Regions from separate parts of the Mus musculus genome. Here region 2 is linked to region 1. Evidence: chromatin contacts called from public promoter capture Hi-C data. All regions are on one chromosome and are shown on one strand. Each heading gives the region's core, a stretch centred on a gene start, on an enhancer-like site or on the middle of the called end of the contact. The rest is flanking DNA. Distances are from core to core; before and after follow the strand shown.

Evidence for each region. Promoter capture Hi-C pulls out the DNA fragments that hold promoters and counts their contacts.
Region 2: a contact with region 1 is called in a promoter capture Hi-C map of embryonic stem cells. The contact joins the promoter of St3gal2 here to the promoter of Mtss2 in region 1. A contact is called at or near these places in 8 of 39 promoter capture datasets (cranial neural crest, embryonic stem cells, frontonasal cranial neural crest and 4 more), 1 of 115 datasets of contacts at active chromatin or transcription factors (embryonic stem cells) and 2 of 9 other capture datasets (adipose tissue and pancreatic islet).

The regions. Positions count from the first base shown.
Region 1 is chr8:110,719,053-110,725,044 of GRCm38.p6, reverse strand. It overlaps Mtss2 (MTSS I-BAR domain containing 2), which reads right to left and starts at 3,569. Exons shown (of 14, transcript NM_198625.2): 1 at 3,255-3,569. The coding sequence starts at 3,323. Vac14 (Vac14 homolog (S. cerevisiae)) reads right to left here. Exons shown (of 19, transcript NM_146216.3): 19 at 4,647-5,238. The coding sequence ends at 5,076.
Region 2 is chr8:110,916,413-110,922,404 of GRCm38.p6, reverse strand. St3gal2 (ST3 beta-galactoside alpha-2,3-sialyltransferase 2) reads right to left here and starts at 2,540. Exons shown (of 7, transcript NM_009179.3): 1 at 2,300-2,540.

The DNA of each region.
Region 1 (5,992 bases), core at 2,320-4,819:
GCACCCTCACACCTCTTAAATGCTACTTGGCAGGGAAGCCCGCTAAGACCTCACTCCAGAGTGTGAGAAACTGCTGGGAGCAGGGTGTCCAAAGTTAGTTCTCCTGGACCCCAGGAAAGCTTGGCCCCCTCAGCAAGCCCTTGGTTGTCTGAGAGAGTAAGGACTCCCCCAGTGGTAGGCCAAGTCCACTTTACCCTCTGTAGATAGATCTGCACACCCCAGTCTTTAAGAGCCTGGCTTCTTTTCCCCATCCCCCTATGCCTGACTGACAGGTGCCCCAGGGAGAGTGTTCGCTTCACCTGGCCCAGGCTCTAAGCCCCGATGTCATCACAGTCACAGGAACTGCACCTGCTGGCCAGGTGTTCTGGGCCAAGCACTGCCTCATGCATCACTCACCACCTCCTGAGTGACTCCTGGAATGCAGCTCGCTATTGCCCCATTTTCTTGATGGGAGAACTGGAGGCTCAGGGAGGTTGACTGATTTGTCTGAGGCCCTAGGGATTGGGGTCAAGGTCTGATCCTATAGCTGACATATCAGGATGTAGGTGCCCTGTTTTCAGAGAAGCGGGGCGAGGAACAACTACATTCACTTCTATGTGGGAAGGTGACAGGGACTGAGAGAAAGGGGGAGACTCCAGGTCTGTCACAAGCATGGCCACCGCTCTGGAGCAGAGGGAAGGTGCTCACCAGGATGAGACTGGTGTGGCTGTGGTGTGTCTGGGGGCAACCCAGGCTCTAGTCTCAGAAAAGACTTTTGGGGGCACCCCCAGCCCCAGATTTCCTCAGCTGTAGAATCAGGGCCTGTGTGTAGACTTCAGGGGGTCACTTGCTGTGGGAACTGCTTAAGAGGGCAAAAGCCCCAGCTCTCTGTCAGGAGCCTTTCCCTGTGGCCAGAGCCTGTGTCTGTGTGACACTTCTTAGTCTGGATTAGGATGAACCCACTTTCAGGGTAGCATGGGATGGGGACCCCATTTCCTCTGCTGACTAGGCCTAGGGCCCCAGGCAAGATCAAGTCTCTGGGTTCAGTTGGCCTGAGAGAGAGGAGACAGGGCAAGCTAACCAGCTCTCCAGGGCCCTTTCAAGCCCCTGGGTTTGCACCCACCCTCCTCTGTCTGTGTAGTTGAAGATCTGAGTGGGGACCCTTCCTCCCACACCATCCCTCAGTGCAGGGTTGGGGCCTTCTAGTGGCTCCAGAGAGAGTCCTGGGCAACTCACTAGGAATCAGCCCCAGGCAATCTGAGTCTCCTTGAACTTCTTGATGGTGGCCACTGAGCAAGACAGCCAGAAGCAGCTTTTTAAGTCCAGCCAATCAGTGCAGGTGGCCGGCCCCTTCAGGGTCCCTAATCCATGCATGTCATTGATAGGGGCATAGTATACATGATCTGATGGTGCTTGGTAAAGTCTCTTCCATCTTGGCCCCACGTATCTAGAAATCTTGCCTGCCACTAAGTTCTTTGCTGAGACTGGACCCGTGTCTCAACTGAGTTCCTTGCAACTGGCAGGAATGGAGGATACTATCCTGCTGTCTCGTCTGGGCAGAAGTGGCTGCTTGCTGCAGTGTTTGCAGTGGGAGGCAGTGTGGGTGGCTCCCACCCTCTGCCAGCCCAGGAGTGTCAGCTAGGGGAGGTGGTCTGGGTTACACAGTTTCAGAGAGGAGCTGGTACCAAAATGCTGAGGGCTAGTGATGAGGCCCTCAGGTGGAGTTGCCAGAGGAGCTGGTACCAAGATGCTGAGGGCTAGTGATGAGGCCCTCAGGTGGAGTTGCCAGGGGTGTGTGTGTGTGTGTGTGTGTGTGTGTGTGTTGTGGCGAGGGAGGAACCCCAGGGAAAAGTATAGAACTATGGGAAGGCGCTGACGTGCTGCTAACTTGTAAGTCCCAGGCCAGTGTGGTTTCAGGCCTCTTTTTAGGGGGCAAGTATCTGACAGATGCCTTCCCTTACTGGGGGTGTTTCTTGGCAGTACTAGGAGGGGAGCCCCAACTTCTTGCCTCTCTGCAAGGCATCACTTTCCTAAAGCATTTTTCTGGAGCCCTTGGGTAGGGTGTACCTGTACGTGGGTTCCACAGCCCCCAGGGTCTAGCAGGATTCTGATTTGTTCTTGCTAAGTGCGAGCCTAGGGTAAGGATGTGAGGAGGCTCAGCACAGGGCCTAGTTTCTTCCGTTTTCCATCGTGTTCCTAGACCAAGGGGTACAGTGCAGGACAGGAACACTGGCACTCGATGCCCACCTTGCCACTGAAGCTTTCCCTGCCTAGTCAATTCGGATCAGCCTCGTCAAACACTGGCCTCTGGGGGTCAGGGAGAATTCAGTAAATTACCAGATGGATAATAATGGCTGAGGTCCCGAAGCAGGATCCAATGGTCTCCTTATGACCTTGAGCCATTCGCAGGCCTCAGTTTCCCCATCTGAACAGGGTGCCTGCTCAGTCTGACCTTGAGTGATCAGGAAGGGGGGGTTGCTGAAAGCGCTCCCCAGGTTGCTTAGCCAACACACAGCCTACCTCCTCCCCAAGGTGGATTCAGTCCTACCCTTGGGCTGCAGGGAGGACCCCACCCGAGGATTGGAGTAATGGAGCTTGCTGGATCTGTTGGTGTGTGTGTGTGTGTGTGTGTGTGTGTGTGTGTGTGTGTGTAGGTGGGGCTGCATCCATGCAGAGGCCCGAGGCTGGCGGGGCAAGAGTTAACAGTTCTTTGCTTTATTATTTTTTTCCTGCTTTGGCGGTGACAGCATTGTCTGGGCTTCGGGGCGTCGGGGGTATGTGTGTGTGTGTGTGTGGGGGGGCACTGTGGTGAAAGGGGGCGGAGGCCCGAGAGACCTTGGATCCGTTAAAGGGCCTTAAAGGTCGGTCCTAAAGATAAACCCAATTCATAGTTTGGGGGTCTGGGGTACCGAGTGTTTGCGGACGCTCAGCTTTGGATCGGGATCCTACGGGGCGACCTCTCGGACATCCCAACCTGCGAGCACTCACTCCCACCCTTCGGACCCAGACAGGCATTGGGCGCAAGGCGGGCGCAGGAGGACAGGCTCAGATGAAACACACACACACACACACACACACACACACACACACACACACACACACACACACACACACACACTGCCCGCACACACACACACACACACACACTGCCCGCACACACACACACACACACTGCCCGCGCGCACACACACACACACACACACACACACACACACACACTGCCCGCCACGCGTCCCTCAGAGGAGACCCGTATGCCCGGAGCTTGCCCGGGGTACCTTCATGTCGTTGACGATGGCCTGGAAGAGCCCGCCCAAGGCGCCACACTCCTTCTCCGCCGTCTCCATGCTGGGGCCGGGCGCGCGGCGGCAGGGCGCGCAAGGGGCGCGGGGAGCCGTGCAGGGGAGGGGCCGGACCGCCGCGGGCGCTGCTCCGAGGCCGCGCCGGGGCTCCCTGCCTCGGGGCCGCGCTCTCAGCGGCCGGCCGCGCCGCGCTCCGGGGTTGCGGGCCGTGGGCCGGCAGCGCGGGCCATGGCTCGGTGGGGCTGGGGGCGCGGCGCGGGCAGTTCGCGGCGCAGCCTCGGCGCGGGCACTGGAGCGGCGGCGGCGGTAATCCGAGCCGCCGAAGCTCGGGCGTCACGTGGGCGCGGCGGAGGGAGGGCCGCGGGGAGGGAGCACAGGAGGGGGCTGTGGGAAAGGCCGGGCGGGCGAGGACCCATTCACGGCCAGAAACCAGGGCTTTGAAATCCGAGCTCTGGCGCTGCCAGACTGGTCCGGCAAGAGGGGCCGGCGGGAGCGGGCGCCGCCGCGGGTCGGGGCGGCGCAGGGGCGGGGCCGGGCCAGCCCCCCACCCTCCAGCGGGAGCGGACCCGGGTTTGCACCTTCAAGGCCTTGGGCTCGACCAAGATGAAACCCGCCAAGGATGCAGTCCTTAGTGCATCCCGGCCTGATGAATAGCACTGAGCATCGTGCAGAGGGGAACGGGAACTGGCCGCATTGGAGCTGTCCACCACAGACCATCCATAAAGTCCAACCCTCCTGCACAAATGTCCTTCAGTTCCTTTTCTAAGTAGTACCGGTGTCACCTGGATTGGGGGTGGAAATAGTGATGGTGTCCCGGCCCAACTTCCTCGTGAGTAGGGTCTGTGTTGAACCTGCAGAGTGTAGTGTGTGGGGATGCACGCGTGTACACATGGGAGGGCAAGTACTGCTGTCGTCCAGGAGACTCCAGGTGAACCTATTCTCATGGGGCACACATAGTTAGGGCTCCAGGGGAAAGCAGGCACAAGCTCCTGGCAACTAAAGGGCCGCAGCAGGCAACTAGGGTTCACCAGAACCCAAAGCCAGGTGACAGACGCGGTTCTTTGAGCTAAGTCAAAGATTGGGGCATTTATCTTTGATTTCCTCCCATTGCTCACTGCTCTGCAGTGTTCTGCTGTGCCATTCCTGCTTATGGGGACATCCACATTGCACAGGGACTCAGAAAGCAGGACTAAGGATCGAGAGTAAGGCCAGGAGGAAGGTACTGGTCCTGGGAAGAATTGGTCCCTGGATTCATATGGGAATCAGGGCTTAGAATGAAGCTGGCTTTCCAGGATAGGTGAGGCCCCAGGGCAGCTGCAGCATCAGGCTTGGCACAGGTGCTAGCAGAGAAGGAGCAGGCAGACTTGATTAAGGATTCTGTGATTTCTTTATTGGGGCAGGGATGGACATCATTCTGTAGAGGTCTTTGTGCTGGCCTGTGTGCATTTCCACACAGATGTACATATGCACACACACCATGCCAGTGCTCTGGGGCCAAGGTCAAGCTCTTCTCACAGACAGGGATTAGAAAGAGGCTGCTTCTGGATTCTGAGGCTGTAGTCCCGACTCAGGAGAGAATCCATCGGTCCCAGGACAGAGTGTAGCTGACAGTGCTGGGGTCCAGGTGCTCTGCTGGGAGGAGCTGAGGCTGACAGAGCCAATACCATCCCCCTCCCTACCCTGGCTGGTGGTTGGGTCCAGCCCTGCTGGAGGCAGGTTCTTAGGCTCCTTGTGGCCTCAGCTTAGAGACCCTGAGTGCTTCTTAGGCCACTAGGGCCCTTTTCCATGCTAGGCACATCAGAGGATAACTCTGCGGTCCAGGTGATCCCCTCGCCCACTGCGCTGGTGTCTTACTTCCAGGTGCTGTTTCTGGACTTTTTCAAAGTGCTGCAGCAGCTCTGTGTAGTCGATGCTGGGGGAGTCACCTTTCTGGGACTTGGGGGCCGCTTTCAGACAGTCTCTGGGAAGATGGACAGAAGTCAGAGTCAGTGTCTGCATCATGGTAGGTGCTGGTGGGGTTCAGTCTCTGGGCACCTGTGGGTCCCTGCCCAAGACATCTTCCCAGCAGCCAGACCCATAGTGCTTAGGGTCCCATGTCCACCCCCTTTCCTGCAGCTGGTGGGAACAGCCAACCCGCTGCTTGGATGTCTGTCGGCCTGTGGGCTGTTGATGGCGCCCGGAGCGTTGCATGGGGGAGCACTTCCTGTTTACCAGTGGCTCCCTTTAGGGTGAGAGCCAGGGCCAGCAGCCAGCCAGGAAGGCAGCTGGGGCCTGGAACAGGGTCTGGGGAGAAGGGGGAGGCGGTAGCCCAGCCTTTTCTCTGTGGTATGGCTGAGACTGCAGACAGCTGGGATCGGTGAAGTCTCTCTGTTGGACCTATAACTTGGCAGGCCTTGGGTCCCAAGGCCTGTGATCACTACCTGCTCCCAGAGAAGAGCTTGTCTTACCACAGGACATGCTGACCCACCTACACTCCTTCCAATTGACGGACCAATCCTGTAGCCTCTCATCAGCTGGGTTTAGCTTGCCACCCAGGGTCCAGTCCCATTCCTAACTGTCCTTATTCTGTTCCCCACACTCCATTCTGCCTCACTGGCTTAGAGCCCTGGCAAAGGGTTTCATGAAGGCTGTGACCAACTCGGCTGAGCGGACTCCCTGGGGCCTCTGGGTGGGTGAAGAGGCTGACTGAAGCAGAGGAAATAGGATAGCAGACC
Region 2 (5,992 bases), core at 1,291-3,790, 200 kb before region 1:
ACTACTACTACTACTCAGTGGTTAAGAGAGCCTGCTGCTTTTGCAGAGGACCAACTTTAGTTCCCAGCACCCACATCAGGTGCCTTACAACCACCGGAAACTCCCGTTCCTACGCATGTGAACACCCTCTTCTGGCACCCACCCGCGCATGATCAGACACACACATAGAAAAATGAGACAAGCCTTTGAGAAAAAGAACTCAACCTAAGGAAAGAACCAAGCTGCCTTGCTTCCCCCACACCCTGAACCAGAACGGTAAGCTGACGCCAGGCTTAAAGGGAGAGCTCAAACAGGGATACATATGAGGGCACAAAAGACAGAGCTGTGCATGCTGTGGCCTGTGTGTTGAGGTCAAAGGGCAACGTTTATGGGGTCAAGTCTCTCCTTCCAATTTATTTGGGTCCCAGGGGTTGAACTCAGGTCTCCAGTCTTGTTTGGTGAGTACATCTCAAAGACACCCCCCTTTTGGTGACAAGATCTTATTACATAGCCTAGGGTCCCTTGAAATGGTAATCCTCTAGTTATCCTGAATGCTGCTGGCATAACAGGTGTGGCCACCCTGCCTGATTCAGGGTGACTCTTACAGGCTTCAAAACTAGTTCTATCTTTTTGGGCTCTCAAAGTGACTAGGGCTTATCAGCAGGCCACAGAACTCTACAGTGGTCTCTGGGGGCACCGACACTCCCACAGGCCCCTGGCAAGCTTGCACATTTGGATATAAACATTCACGCAGTTGGCCTCCTGGCCTCCCTTCTCCAATCTCAAGTTACAAGGTTAAAAGCATCCTACTCACAGCCAAGGGGGGCAGGGAGCATGGGCGGGACCTCGTGGAAGCAGACAACCATCTGGTTCAGATCAAGACTGCTCACTCAGGACCCTTACAAACTTCTGAAGAATCTCCTCCTTCCTGGATGGCTCACAGGGTTTCCCTCCCTCCCTTCCCCACTGGGAGACTGGGAGACAGGGGAAGAAAGTGTGACCCAAAGGAAAATCCGGCTGAAGGAAGACAAACAGAAAGCAAACAAACAAAAACTGAATTATGCAGTCAAGTCTGTGTACCCTCCATCCCTCTTCAACTCAGAATCACCACAACTAAACAAGAGATCACCGCCTGTAGGCACCGTACCTTCTTCCACAAAGCACTCAGGCAGGCATCCCCCACACCATCCCCCAGAAGGGGCAACCCTCCTCCAAAGTTAGCAGCAGGAGTCAGATTAGCTTAGAATGATGACCAGAGTCCTTCAATGTCACCATCTTCATAGAGGTAAACGGTCCCTTCCAACCCACACTTCTGAGCCCACCAAGCATGAGGACGGGATGGCCAAACAGTTTCTAGACATTTGTAGACAGGAGTATGGGTTACTGACAAGGAATGACTGACTACTTCCCAGGGGTCCCAGGGGTCCCTGAATTATTCTTAGTACACAGATGAAAAACAAGAGGCAACATGGGAGGAGATGGATGCAGTTGGCAAGAGAGAAGCAGAAAGGCTAACTTGAACGAGCAGCAAAAGGACTGAGACTCCTTTCCAGGTGGAGGGCTGTGCAAAGCAGGGACAACAGAAGTAGTGGAAGAACTAAACAGGGAACACTGGAGCTGTATATGGGGCTGGGAAGTTTGATTCAGTCACAGGGGCATGACTGGAGGGAAGTAACGTGTCTTATATGGCAAAGGATGGAAGGAACAAGAGGGACAAGGGACAGTGCTCAGGCCAGCGTCCAGAGAGGACGGGCACACCATGACCAAGTTTCCGGTGGGTTCATGCCTCAGTTTTTCCAAAGTAGGAAGGGGATCAAGCTGTCAGGTCTTATTAGAGAGAACTAGGCCACAGAGTGTGGCTAGGGGTCAGTGCCAGGTGGGGGAAAGGCCGAAGGGTAGAGGAAAGAAGTGAAGATGGTGCAGACAGCTTGTGACCAGGAGAAGTGGGGCAGGGGATTCCGGATGGAGCAGGTTCCCAAGCGCCCTAGGGCTGGAAGTACCAACACCTGGGGTGTGGAAGTGTGGACGAGGACAGAGAACTCCAAAGGCTGAGGCTGGGGGCTGCCAGCAAGGAGTGTTACAGGAGTGCCTGAAAGACTGGGAGTGGTTAGATATGCAGAAGCAGAAGACGGGGATCCCGATCGAGGCCAAGGCAATCGGACCCCCGCCCACACGGCGCCCAGACCCGAGGGAAGTTGCTGGGCTGGACCCGCTGGATCTGGGCCTCTGGGCCAAGCCCGCTGCCCGCACAGAAGACGGTAGGGGCAGCACGGGGCCCGGGGAGCCCCGCATCCCGCCCTCTCTCATCCCGCCCGCGCACCTCAGTCTGCGCTGGGCGCCGCGCGGGCCATGCTTGCCGCTCCTGCCGCCGCCTCCGCCCGTGCAGAGAGCTGCCGCCGCTGCCGCCGCCGCCGCCGCCGCCGCCGCCTCCCGCGCCTGGACCCGTTAGCTTCACCGCTCTCCAGTCCGCCAGCCTCGGGCCAGTCCCGCCCTTGCCTGGCCCTGCCCTCCCGGAGCGCCGCGGCTGCAGCTCAGCCCGGCCCCTCCCCCCACCCCTACCCAAGCTAAAGGGAAGGGTGGGGGAAGGGGGCGGGTGCCCCCTCCCCATTCACATCCTCCGGGGCTCTCCCCTCCCTCCTGTTCCCCCACCACCACTCGCTCAGGCATGCTGGGATATGTAGTCCAGCCTGGCAGGACCCGCCAGCATCGCTCTGCATATAGGACTATTGCTCCCAGAAAGCAATGCACTCCCATATCTGGGCTCATGGTCTTTGTAGTTCTGTCCGGATTTAGAGGGTTAAGGCACAGCACTAAGGGGCGTATTCTTCAGTTTCACAGCCACGCGACTCTGGGCTGCTGAAGCCTGGGAGGTGCAGTCTGCGGTACCCCAGCCGGGCTTTGGTACCTGGTTCATCAAAGGATGCGAGTAAGCTGAGGATGCCTCTCACACAGGACTGTGATCAACTGCGGCCAAGCCCAGCTCAAGGGAACTGTTTGTACTTGCTCTTGCCAAGAGCCACGACCTGAGCCAGCTGGGTTCATGCCCTGGCCCAGCAAGCTGCAACTGCAGTGAGGGCACTAGGTCCAGGCTGTTGAAAAGAGGGGCACCAGCAGCGATGTGGAAATAGGGTTTGCCACTATGTGACTGGGCACCTCACATTGCAAACTGTCTTGCTTGTAGGCACCCTACAGCCTTTATCCATTAGGGCATCTCTTGACTTCAGACTTCTGACTCTTAGATGCCTATTCTCTAGGGTAACATGCACACATTTTAAATATTTATCCACATCAGTGTTAGGCAATCCTTTCCTCAACTTTCAAACCAAGCTCCAAAACCATTAGGAAGTTCCTAATTGATGACACATTCAGTCTCCAAATGTCTCTGACTGACCAATGATACTCAAACGACTTCTGGTTCATTAGTTCTGGGACCCTAGAATTTTAAGTGTGTTCGTTCTTTCTCTTATTATGTAACCCAAGGTAGTCGTAAATTCCCTTTGTAAGCCAGGCAGGCCCGCCTGGAATCCATGATGGATTCTCTTGCCTTAGCCTCCTGAGGGTTGTTATTATGGACACTGAGCCATCACACCCTGCAATGAATCTTTTGGGTTCAGACTCCATCACAGAAAGCCTGACCTAAGATTGAACTCGAGTAAACTAACAGACCAGTACCTAGCACCGGTTTCCAGGTTACTCCCCAACAAATCTGCACCCCCCAGGTTACAAGCCCGCCCCCTGGCACTTCACTTTCTAACAACCACCAATCAGGAGGAAAGCAGAAGTTAAGTTTATGGTTTGACTTCCAGCATTAAAGGCCATCATTCCGCCCGTCGTCCCTCCCCCGCCCCCCCCAATCAGATGTGTACCAGACTAGAGACCCACTTCTTGCCTCTAAAAATGCTTGCCTGAAACTAGGTTCAGGGCTCCACTTTCCTACTGTGTCAGCGTTGGTAAGAGACAGGGGGGGGGGGGGAGCTCAAGCTTAAATAAAGAGACTCTAATGCGATTGCATCTGATTTGGCTCCTTGATAGTCTTTTCGGGATTCACGAATGCTTCCTGGCACAACACTACAGCTCAGGAGAATCTCACAGACCAAAACCCTACTTCTTTACGATGCAGTCATCAGGAAGGCTAGGCATTCTATCTCCAAGCCTCTACGAGAAGCTAAATTCTAACTTCATTGTCAGCTGACATACCAAGAAGCCAGGCGTGACACCTACGCATTCCCCCTCCTTTTAAAGCACAGCTGCACAAATGCAAGCTAGGTTCTTCTCTTCCTCGATTCTTTTTTTTTTTAAAGATTTATTTGTTTGTTTTATGTATGTGAGTACACTGTAGCTGTGCAGATGGTTGTGAGCCTTCATGTGGTTCTGCTCGCTCCGGTTGGCCCCGCTCACTCAGGCCCAAAGATTTATTTATTATACATAAGTACATTGTAGCTGTCTTCAGACACACAAGAAGAGGGCGTCAGACCTCTTTACCGGTGGTTGTGAGCCACCATGTGGTGGCTGGGATTTGAACTCAGGACCTTTGGAAGAGCAGTTAGTGCTTTTAACCGCTGAGCCATCTTGGCAGCCATCTTCCCTAAATTCTTATCCCAAGGGTTTGTTTCTAACTAAAACTCATCCTTACCCTTTAGCCTCTAACTTCATTTTTGAAAAGGTGGGTAAATATCTACTTTGAGTCAGAAAGCTCAGTTTCTAGCCTCCCCTATTTCAACCTAACACACCCCATTCACCCTGCAGCAAAGGGTAAGTTCTCCCAACACTGTGGGCAAGCAGCCAAGTGACTAACAGAACCACTGAACCCTGACTAAAACTGACTCAGGAATTTTTTTTTTTTTCTGCTTTGTTGACACCGGTGTCTCCATCACAGGCTGTAAGGAGAGAGGGTGGTTGGGTGGATGGGATGGGACAAAGTCATTCCTATGCAGCTCAACTTCACTCTGTCCATAAAATTAACCACTAAGACCTCTTTGCAGAACTGTTGTCCCTGCGTTGCAGTAATTTGCAGTGGCAACAACTCTCACCGGCAGGTGTTGAGTGTCTTCTTGCTTTTATCACCCATCACCAGGTTACTTTAAAAAAAAAAAATGCTGGGAATTGAACTTAGAGCCTTGTGCGTGTTCAGCATGTGCTCTGTTTTTAAGTAATGCAATCCTCACAACCCCCACGTTTCCGTTAGCAGATTACTGAAGAAGAATCCAATACCCTTCCCTGGAGAGGGCAGAGCGTTCCTCTCTACCCTTTGGCTCCAATAAGAGCTCCCATCATCTGACAACTTCCCAGCTAGGGTCAAGTAAATTCTAGGTGTCCGAGGCCCATGTGGGATTCTTTTTTCTTTTTTTTAGGTTTTTCAAGACAGGGTTTCTCTGTGTAGCCCTGGCTGTCCTGGAACTCACTCTGTAGACCAGGCTGGCCTCGAAGTCAGAAATCCACCTGCCTCTGCCTCCCAAGTGCTGGGATTAAAGGCGTGCGCCACCACACCCGGCTACATTTGGGATTCTTTCCTTGAAAAATTTCTCTCCAATAGTCTCAGTCTACCTTTATTATTTTTTATTTTTATTTCTGAGACAGGGTCTCACTATATAGCTCTGGCTGTCCTAGAACTCATTCTGTAGACCAGGCTAGCCTTGAACTCACAGAGAGCCATCTGACTCTGTCTCCCCAGTTTTGGAATTAAAGGCATGTGCCACTAAACCTGGCCAGGCTTCTTCTTCTTTTTCCTTTTCTTTTTCTTTTTCTTTTTTTTTTAAGATTTATTTATTTATTATTTGTAAGCATATTGTAGCTGTCTTCAGACTCCTGAAGAGGAAGTCAGATCTCCTTACGGATGGTTGTGAGCCACCATGCGGTTGCTGGGATTTGAACTCAGGACCTTTGGAAATGCAGTCGGGTGCTCTTACCCGCTGAGCCATCTCACCAGCCCCCCAGGCTTCTTTTTCTTTAAAACTTTCTGTTTTAGTTAGTTTCCTTTTCTTTCTTTTTTTCTGTATGTTCTCAACATTTGTTT